Regions from separate parts of the Mus musculus genome. Here all the other regions are linked to region 1. The links are chromatin contacts, called in public HiChIP or PLAC-seq and promoter capture Hi-C maps. All regions are on one chromosome and are shown on one strand. The core of a region is the stretch at or near the end of the contact, and the rest is flanking DNA. Distances in the headings are between cores, read along the strand shown. Region 1 holds the start of Tdrp (testis development related protein). Region 2 overlaps Dlgap2 (DLG associated protein 2). Region 3 overlaps Arhgef10 (Rho guanine nucleotide exchange factor (GEF) 10).

Region 1 (3,408 bases), core at 244-2,743:
AATTTGCATGTGTAAAGACTGTTTTGTTTTCTTTTTTTTAATGAAGCCAGACTGTATAATTCTCTTACAAACTCTGACAATATCATGCCTCAGAGATGATGGAATCAGTGACCCGCATCGCGTCCCCGGGACCTGAGAGATGTCCTTTACAGAGCCACCATCTCTACTTACCCGTCTCCCTTCCTAACAACTGAGGTCTTCCACACAAAGTCTTTAGTGCCATTTCAAAGCGGTCTAGAATTTAGCATGTGGGGTAACAGGCCTGGCCTTCTGAGTCATCTGGGAATTTCAGTTTAGTTTAACTTACTATGAGCATCCGATCCTGGCAGGATGCAGCCTTAGAGGAGGCCTGTGCTGCACCTGTAAACCACGGTGTTGTGAAGCCTTTGCTTGCTGTATTCGCAAGTACCCTGCGGCTACCTGTTCATAACTCCCAGACAGGCCAGGCGGGTCTGAGCTGGCTGGAGAAGGTTCTCACTGTGTTTACATCCTTAAACGTTCTTATGCACTTGAAGAACATGAACAAGGCATTTCGGAGTTTACCTACAGCACTTCTCACAAAAGCATACAATTGTGGACAGTTTTATTTACCTGTTATGTGTGTACAGTGTTGGACAGAGTGAGTATTTGGGAAGGCCAGAAGTCAAGTTGCTGTCTTTACCACTTTCCACTTTATTTTCAAAGATAAGACGTCTTAGGCCAGAGCTCACTGATTGGCCACACTGAGTGCACACTGTCTTCTGCCCACCCCCTTATGTCACCATGCCCACATGCCCAGATTTTTTTTTTTTTTTTTTTGGTGGCTGGAGATCTGAACTCAGGCTGCATTAGTCTGAGTGTCACCCTGAGACTACAAAGGGAAGTCGAGGCCCCAGGTCCAACTGGCACTGCCAACCCACCTACCTAGTCTCTTCTGGGCCCTGGGAACCTTCCCTGGACTCTGGTTGATTCTGTGTCCATCACTCTATCGATGCAGGCCTCACAGCAGCGCAAAGTGACCGTAGTCTATGCAGGAACCCTTCTCTTTCCCTAACACCCTCCTCCCTTGCAGGTGCCCCCCTCTCCGGTGGTCCATATCCACTAATGGACCTTTTAGGATCAGCATAGACCACTAACCCTCAGCCTGCGGTCACCGAAGCCCCGCCCTCGGCCCCCGTAGCACCAACTGGGCGAGCATGCGTAAAGCGCGGCCCCACCTCGGCGTTGCCTTGGTGATCCAGGATGGACCACGCCCATCGGGCTGGGTGAGTGAAGGGCCGGGAGTTGAGGGGCGGCCGGTGTGAAATGTCACGTGGTTTTGGTGCGTCAGTGTTCTTGGCCCCTTGGTAAAGCACTCGGCCCGCTGATTCCCTGGGGGGCCTACTTAGGGAGGTTGGAGCGGTCCTGGAGAAGTAGGGGACCCGCGGGCTGAGTGTCAGGGTGGGGGAGGACCAGGGAGGCAGGGGACCTGAGGAACCTGAAGGCTGGAGGAGGGTCTGGGGGCGGGCCTGGGGGCGGGCCGGGGACGGCCGCCCGCAGCTGACCGCCCCTCCCCGCCCAGTCCTCCGCACTGTCCCAGCGCCGCGGCGGGCCGGGTGTCCTCCTTCAGTCCCGGAGCCAAGCTGCGCGGAGCGGTCGAGCACCGGAGATGTGGAAGCTGAGCCGAAGTCGAGTGCTTCTGGACGAGCCCCCCGAGGAAGAGGATGTGCTGCGAGGGGCACCGCCAGCATCAGCAGCCGCCCCGGCGTCGGTGAGGGCACGCGTAGGGGCGCAGGTGCGGGCCGCGGGGTGCTCTGGAGGCCGAGCGCAGGTGCATGGGGTCGCGTGCCGGGTGCGGACTTGGCAGGGACCCGACGCTTCTCGGGGCTGCGAGGTGACTGCCCCGGAGGACCCCTCTGATGAGTGGCCGGGTCCTACAGGTCGTGGGCCCCAGAGCCAGCATGTGTGGGGTACCGCGGGGACGCGTACCCCGGGCACTTTCCGCACTGGCCGGCGGCGCTGCCCTTCGCTCTGCTGCCACAAGGGCTTTGGGGTTCGGCTTGAGACACCGGGGACGCGGGGTGACCGCTTCCAGGCCAGGTATTTCTATTCCGGAGTTGGAGAAACAGAGAAGTCCTGAATCATGGTGCCGGGGACGGCGGTTCGCTCAGACTTAAAAGCTTGGTGTTTTTGTTTTTGTTTTTTCCTTTCCCTTTTCTTTTGGTGACTATAGCGAATATAAAGTGTGCTGGATATTTATTTGCACAACACGTATTTCCTTTTTTTAAGCCTTTGATCCCGTCTCGCCCCCTCTCCCGGAAGAAGAGATCAGAGACCTTTATACAGAAAAAGCTTTGGCCCGACAAGTATAGAGATACGCTTGGAATGTGTAGAATTTTTTAATTAACAGGATCCCAGGTGGATCTGTGTGAGGCTTCCCCACCCACCTTCTCGGGACACTTTTCATTCCCTTTCATGTGCTAGGAAATTTAGGTCACAAAGTACGCCAATTTTTAAGCATAAAGTTATTTATTTATTTTTTTAAGCATAGTGTGAAAACTGTGGCTGTTGCAAATCTTTCTTTTGAAACTTGGAAGTAGTCCCGAGATTGCTTCTTCCCTAGTTGGAGCAAAAGAACGTCTGTTAGGAATGAAGTTTCATTGTAAGACATTTCTCGGGAATTTGATAAAGCTCGCTGCCAGCACGCAGACATTCCAGCTGATGAGTGTAAGCTTTTAGGTATGGTTTGTATCTGAATTTACATTTGAGAAGTCACCTTTTTGTGTCCCTAGAACTTACCTAGCTTTCATTTTTCCAGCCTTCAAGGTTTTGTAGCTAGACGGCAACTCTTAGAAGGCAGTAATGAGCATTTGTCTGTGGTCTCTAGATATTTTTTAAATCATCTTCTAGCCAGCAATATGTGTTTAAGTTTGCTTCACCTGTCTTTTCATGGTTCGATAGTAAGTTTCTTTTTGGCACTGATTACCTTCAGAATATCATGTCACCTCCTTCCAAGCTTGGATAGCTGATGCTGAAGTTCCTGTAAATAGGCAGGGTGGGCCTTCTGTAGAATTTCAGATCATTTAAGTAAGACAATGTGACTGCTGGGCTGTCATGGAGTGCATTTGTGTGTGTGTGTGTGTGTGTGTGTGCATGTGCATGTGTGTACGTACATGTGTGTATGACCGGTGAGTGCAGGCAAGTGTTTGTTTCCACGTCGGTGAGCAGGGTCTCCTTGTTTTTACCGGTTCCCACCCCCAGCTCCGGTCCCAGTGGAGTTCTGGGAGTACAGACCCACTGCCCTGCGTCTGAAATCAAGATCCGGTTGTCAGGTTTGCAGAACAAGCACCTGTCCGTGCACAGCCGCCTCCCGCCCACCCCCCCAGGTTCCCACCATTCCCACTGAGATCCTCTTTCCACCACTGCCTTCAGGAGAACAAATTTCTCTGC
Region 2 (3,331 bases), core at 213-2,712, 870 kb before region 1:
GGCCATCTTGCTGGCCCCATTAGCCGTAACTCAATTTAATGGACTATATCTGTCTAGAAAATTCAGGCCATTATTAGATCTCTAGGGAGCTTGTAAGTCGACACATGCATTGCTGACTTGGACTGCCTTCCAGGGCTCTCCTGAGATGATGTCACCATGCAGCAGGAGCCAAATTCAGACTTAATGCAAATTTTCAGCCTATTTAAGGATGATGAAGCTCCATCAGAAGACCACACCCTCAGACTGCTCCGAAAGGTTTAAATGCAGTCACGCCCTTAGCTCCCTACATGTACCAGGTAAAGTGTATTTGGATAGAAGACAATTGTCATCTTAGCCAGACCTAAGATCTTACCTGTGGGAGATCAGCTAAATACAATCCAAACAGAAGTTGGATGAAAATGAGCCAGGATTTATCCCTGGAGGAAACGAGATTAGAGATGTAGGGATCTTTCCTGGTGTCTCTGAGATGTCTGTGTACCGGAGATAGAGCAAGACACCCACTGCTATTCTCGAACCTAGGATTCCATTCCTGGCCATTTGTGTATGTGCTTGCAATACCCCTCCTCCATCACACACACACACACACACACACACACACACACACACACACACACACACACACAATCTGTTCCTGTATTAAATGTGGAGAAATCCGCTATCATCTGGTACCGGAGCAGGCGCCAGAAGCCTACAAGCTTGGGACCACCGCATCACATGACTGCATTACCTTTCTTTCGGGTGACTCTATTATCTTCCAGTCATTGAGCTTCAGCTGGTGCAGCTCGTCAAACTTCATGCTGACATCTTCCACAGACAGCTGCAGCATATCCCAATAGCCAGCTAGATCCTGTGAGGTGGGTCTTGGCATGGCGCTGGGGTCCTGTGGAAACACAGGGACATTATGGGGGGGGTGTCTATTCTTTCTCCTTTAAGTCACTCAAGGAGAAGCCCCACACGTTTGAAACAAGGCAGGAGATTCTTCCTGACCACCTCAGCCCAGGCACATGCCAGTGGCTTACAAACACGTAGCATATCCCTTTAATGCTTCAACTTGAAAATCCTGGGGGGCGGGTAGAATGTAGCTCAGTGGTACAATACTTGCCTAGCATGTACAGACTCTCTGGGTTCCATCCTTCAAATGGTTTGCAGCTCAAGAAAGCCATAGAGCCATGTGACTTAATCAGATGGGACGGATTGCCCTGTGGGTAGGCCACTAGGATTATGGCCATTTTTTTTTTCATTGTGTTTATTTTGATGGGTCCTAGCTCTAGTTCTGAGGATTAAGCATGACTTCAAAAGGTAATGTGATTTAAGTTTTCTCCCATGGAGAGTCAAGTCAATCTCTTGAAGGAACAAAAGACTCAAGGACACCCCCTCCCACTTAACTCAGCCTGTCCAAGGGGTGCCACTCCACCATCCACAGGCAGAACCTGGGCTTCTTCTCAGCCTAAGACGAACCTCACTTCTGCACAGTGTATGGTCCAATTGGCTCCCTTTTTTTGAATTATTTATTTTATATAAATGAGTACACTGTATCTGTCCTCAGACACACCAGAAGAAGGCATCAGATCCCATTACAGATGGTTGTGAGCCACCATGTGGTTGCTGGGAATTGAACTCGGGACCTCTGGAAGAGGAGTCAGTGCTCTTAACCGTTGAGCCACCATCTCTCCAGCCTGTTTCAATGGGTTCTTACTGTGACAGTTAAGCACCGATTCTGTGTGTGGTTACCTAACTCAGTGTGAGGCTGGCTTATTCTGTAGAGTTACACAATCAACATTTGTCCAAAAGTGCTTACATTGTTCACATTTCATCAGTGGTCTGGGTTGAACATTGTTTGGTTCACAGCTGAGTGAATGCTCACGTGGAAACTATACCCGTTGGGCACCATTGCCTCTTCCCAGTTCACAGGCACTCAAGTAACAGCCTATGTCACCAGGGAGGGTCCTAGGGTAGAAGGTGAACTTTCACAATGTGAAAGTTCCATTTCCTCCTAAGTGGGGTTCAGAGCTGGGCTCTGCTGTTCGAGCCTGTTCTTCCATTGAAACACTAGATGGCGACGTCTGTCCATATGTCTGCCAAGCTAAGGCTGACTCTGGCAGTCCAAGATTTCTGTCTGATTCTGCTTGAGTGTGTGGGAGAGGGATAGCTGCATTATAGCTACATCACAAATTGCCCATGCCTGCACAGCTTGGAGAAACCTAGGAAGAGGTGTCTGTCTTTCCCTAGGGTCATTTCCTAGACTTAAGGATGGGCAAACTTCCTACAAATGTTTACTACCAGCAGTGGCCCCAGCAACCATGAACCACGGCTTTGAGAGCAAATAATATGCTCTGTCTTCCGCCTATGTCTTCTGACACTGCCCTCCAATGAGGGTCTCATAGGTCCCAAAGAGAAACCAAAAGAAAAGAAGATAGCCAACCAGATTTTTTTTTAACTTGCAAGGCTTCAAAGATGTCAGGGTGGGTCATTTCAAGGCCAAATCAGCTCCATCAGGTGCAGAAGAGGGGTGCAATTAAGAGGCTCAAGGGTGAGCTTTGTCCCCCCTGCAGAATGATCTGAACCGAGAGGCCTCAGAGGCTGTCTGGCCACCCTGAGTACAACTACACAGAATAGCATTCCTTATGATCAATCTAATCTTGCATAGGTAGTGCGCAGAGGAAGGCAGAGCCACACATAATGGCCAGACATTTATCTAGTTTCATCTCCCAAGGTCGCACACCTTCCAGATCACCCTTTAAATGTCGACAAAGCTTCATGCCAAAGGTGCCGTGTTATCATGCGAAATGTCCTGATGAACTTTAATGGGCTAACAGGAAAATGTTAGAGAAAACGTTATCCTTAATGACCTGATGAAGGACCTGGGTCCACAGCTCTGAGGGGCCATGTCCGCATATGCAGTAGGACATGCTGTAAGCCCAGTGTCTCCATGTATGCTAACAAGCACAGCGCAGTCAGAACACCTGCTGCCTTTGTGACAGGCCCAGCAGAGCCTTTTACCTTCGTGGAAAATGTTAGGTACTAAATGTCAGGACTGTAAAATCTCCTATAAAGAACTACGGATATAATTCATGATTCTCATGGAGTTATAAATATCTTAGTCAGGAGAAACCAAACAATGTGTGTGTGCAATAAATGGGTATATGCATATGTTAATATATGAAGGTAAGGATGTATGAACATACATGCAGGTATATAAATACACACACACACATATATATACACATAATGCACATATACATACGTATATAGATAGAGATAAGATAGATATAGATTATATAGACATAGAGATGTATAGATATAGATATATAGACATAAGTATAGACATAGG
Region 3 (3,109 bases), core at 75-2,574, 990 kb before region 1:
GGTGCTCATGGGGATCTTAGAGCCACCCTCAGAGAACAGTAGGGAGGCTTTGCAGAAAACCCTGAACAAACACTCCACATGCTCCGGCTATCCGACCCAAGCCTGTATCTCAGGGAATAAATGGGGGGATGTGGGGGTGTCAGGCACACCTGTGCTGATTCCAGCCCTTGTCACAAGCGCCTGACACAGAATCAACTGCAGTGTCCATCAGCAGACAGAGCTGACAATGAGAATGTGGTACACACAATGGAAAATTACACCCAGTAACAGAGCATTGAGTCCTGCCATCTGTGGCAAACTGGATGGCACCGGAGTACACTGTGCTAAATGAAATAAGTCAGACCCAGGAAGATAAACACCATGTGAGAAAGGCAAGACGAGGGTCCGTATGTGGAATAGTTACTCCAGCAGCTGGGAGTGGGGAGAGGAGAGGAGACTGAAGAGGGGGCTCCAGATAGGTGCAGACAAAGCGCTAGGCAGTGTAACTGACTACAGTTTACAGCAACCAGTGGATAGCTGGAAGAGAGGTGACACGAAGCTCCAGATGCAGAGGAATGGCAAGGAGGTGGTGGCATTAAGTACTCAGATCAGTCAGGATGTGTTCTGTCAGGACCGAAATGTCACTCTGTGCCCCACAAACATTTCTAATTATCACGTGTTAATCGCAAGTTGAAAAACAATTTTCTAGGAGACAGAAACACTAGGGATCTTGTTCAATCATTGTGTTTTGGGTTCAGATGTCAAATTATCATATCATCTGACATGGGTATGTTAAATACAGCAAGAATGCAGATGTAACACCAGGGGGTGTGTTCTTATTTTGATGGGGACCACCAGAAAGACAAGTGGGATCCTACATCACCTGAGTCCCCAGGCCACCTATGGACCATGTGCTAGGTAAGCCAATACAGATAACCATCTGACACAGAAAATGAGGACCCACCTCTTGGGTCTGTGACCAGCGTGCACAGGGGCAGCTTACCCAACAGATGGCTCACCATCTTTCTCTTCCCAACCATGAGCTACAGCCTGAAAAGTCAGTAAAACACTTTAAACTGCCCTCAGGAAAGTACACACTTTCCAAAGTCATTTCAGGAGATCCGAATGCTTAACCCAACCCATGGGTCCCCACAGGAGCCCAGGCCACTGGTTCCCAGGCCCCTCTCTGTAGGCAAAGTCCATCGTGGAAACCCAATACGACTAACGACTAACGTTCATGCCCTGCCTCCATCTGAAGCCTGCTTTCTGGGTGCTTGGAGCTGTGTCGGGGCAGCTCCTTGCTGCTTCTGCTGGCACAGCCTCACCCTTCCTCAGCACTGGTTGCTAGGCAGTGACACCCACGTTCTGCCTCCAACACAAAACAGCAGACCAAGCTTCCAGAGCTGAATGTTACAGTCGTTCAAAACAACACAAAAGTCGTACGATTTCAATGGGAACAAGAACTTCTACCCAGCTTCTCGAAACATCCTGAGATAACAGGCCCCACCCAGGGAAGGGGAAAGAACACACAGAGGCCAAAACTCTAAAGGAAGCACAGGGGAGACTCGGGGACCTCTGATTACCAGTTCAGCCTGCTGCTGGTGTGACTGACTGGAGGGCGGCTCATTGGATCCTAAAGACAGGCTGCCCCTGCTGTGAGGTGGATCTAGACACACCCAGTCCAGCCCCTTCCCAGTATCTACTGTTAGACAGAGTCTGCAGCAGCAGTAGCAAACCTCTCAAGTGCAGAAAGATGCCCATTACTGAGGTCGGCATGCACACAAGACAACTTGAAGGGATGGATTCTCTCTTCCACCATGTGAGCAGCAGAGAGCAAGCGCAGGCCAGTCAGGCTTGGTGATCAGTACCTGCTGAGCCACCTGACCCAGCAACATGTCCTAAATGCCTAACCCTCAAGACGTAGAAGAGTAAAATTTTCCTGTCTGTGATAATGGCTGCCTAACCAACTTGGCTGCTCTGTGCACTTTGCTTTACACGTGGACAACATCGAAGCACCACCTTTGACACTTCAGATATAGCTGGCATTCCATTAAACCTCAGCAAGGGAGTACGGACAGCCTGGGAGTCATGCCACTCACACAGCCCAGGCCGGGCGTGGTGGCGCACGCCTTTAATCCCAGCACTCGGGAGGCAGAGGCAGGTGGATTTCTGAGTTCCAGGCCAGCCTAGTCTACAAAGTGAGTTCCAGGACAGCCAGGGCTACACAGAGAAACCCTGTCTCGAAAACCCAAAAAAAAAAAAAAAAAAAGGATTTAGTCATCCCTGCTGTGTATGCCTCTCAGATGCGGGACTCACTGCATCTCAAGCAACAAGAGATAGCAGGGGCCTTCTCCAGTTCCGTGTTCCTAAGACAGAAGGGGCAACCCAGGGCTAGTCTCCCATGGACCCCAGGGCTGGCTGGCTGGACTTCTGCAGTCACCCCGCAACCATGGCTCCTTCAGGAGTACCCAGGCCAGTACAGCTGCAAATGGGTCACCAGCCAAGGGCACACATGCAAGGGTGAGTCAGGGTGCCCACCTCAATCTGCAGAACCCTCTGTCCTTCCGGAAGACAGTTCTTAAAAGACACTGTTTCTGAGAACACAGTCTCCCCTTTATCTCCATTATGGGATGTGCTACACAGTGCACACTGTCTGTGCATCAGAAGGTCTGCTCCTAAATTTCTTCAGGATAGCCTGGCCTGTGCCACATTCACTGGCAGCTCGCAGGACCCAGCACTTGGTTCATCACAGGCTCATAATAAATAAACATGAACAACAATACCACATCATTAAACTGAAATGCCCCCTGGGGATGGCAGGGCCCTTAATTCGTCCTGCGGATCCCATCTGTAAGGCATGCTGTAAAGCGGGGGGATGAGGAAAGGCTAATCAAGGGAGACATTAACAGATGAAGTCACATGCCCACCAAGTCACCACCTCAAAGGGCATGGCACTCCACCAATATCAGCAGCAGGACAATGATACGCGTCATGCCAAGGCATGGGCGCACCCACAGTGAGAAGCAGAGCAAACTTCTAGAAGGCGGAACAACTGCCTCGCTGCTGAAGAGTGTGAAAAGCTGCTGTCAGAAGCTGCCATTCCCTGAGGTAATCTCTGAGCTTCCTTAAA

The links. Promoter capture Hi-C pulls out the DNA fragments that hold promoters and counts their contacts. HiChIP or PLAC-seq counts read pairs in DNA pulled down with a chosen protein or histone mark.
Region 2: a contact with region 1 is called in a promoter capture Hi-C map of liver, with 4 times the contacts expected there. The contact joins the enhancer-like site here to the promoter of Tdrp in region 1. A contact is called at or near these places in 11 of 39 promoter capture datasets (the 3T3-L1 cell line, 3T3-L1-derived adipocytes, the C10 cell line and 6 more), 1 of 15 datasets of contacts at CTCF or cohesin (the NIH/3T3 cell line), 1 of 484 Hi-C or Micro-C datasets (uterus), 6 of 115 datasets of contacts at active chromatin or transcription factors (bone marrow-derived macrophages, embryonic forebrain, embryonic hindbrain and 3 more) and 2 of 9 other capture datasets (liver and macrophages).
Region 3: a contact with region 1 is called in an H3K27ac HiChIP or PLAC-seq map of thymic regulatory T cells, with 7 times the contacts expected there. The contact joins the enhancer-like site here to the promoter of Tdrp in region 1. A contact is called at or near these places in 1 of 39 promoter capture datasets (hippocampal neurons) and 4 of 115 datasets of contacts at active chromatin or transcription factors (embryonic stem cells, memory CD8 T cells, regulatory T cell precursor and 1 more).

The regions. Positions count from the first base shown.
Region 1 is chr8:13,972,862-13,976,269 of GRCm38.p6, reverse strand. Tdrp (testis development related protein) reads left to right here and starts at 1,493. Exons shown (of 3, transcript NM_173744.4): 1 at 1,493-1,729. The coding sequence starts at 1,628.
Region 2 is chr8:14,841,047-14,844,377 of GRCm38.p6, reverse strand. Dlgap2 (DLG associated protein 2) reads right to left here. Exons shown (of 16, transcript NM_172910.3): 15 at 728-880. Among named protein-coding and RNA genes, the nearest start is that of Cln8, 46 kb to the left of the region's middle. Within about 2 kb of position 1,462, at least 22 of the 459 cell types and tissues checked have an H3K27ac peak or open chromatin away from gene starts, as enhancers often do. A contact at or near this core is called in liver, where this site is marked.
Region 3 is chr8:14,966,411-14,969,519 of GRCm38.p6, reverse strand. The region is part of intron 18 of Arhgef10 (Rho guanine nucleotide exchange factor (GEF) 10); the gene reads right to left. Among named protein-coding and RNA genes, the nearest start is that of Gm16350, 6.8 kb to the right of the region's middle. Within about 2 kb of position 1,324, at least 73 of the 459 cell types and tissues checked have an H3K27ac peak or open chromatin away from gene starts, as enhancers often do. A contact at or near this core is called in hippocampal neurons, regulatory T cell precursor and thymic regulatory T cells, where this site is marked.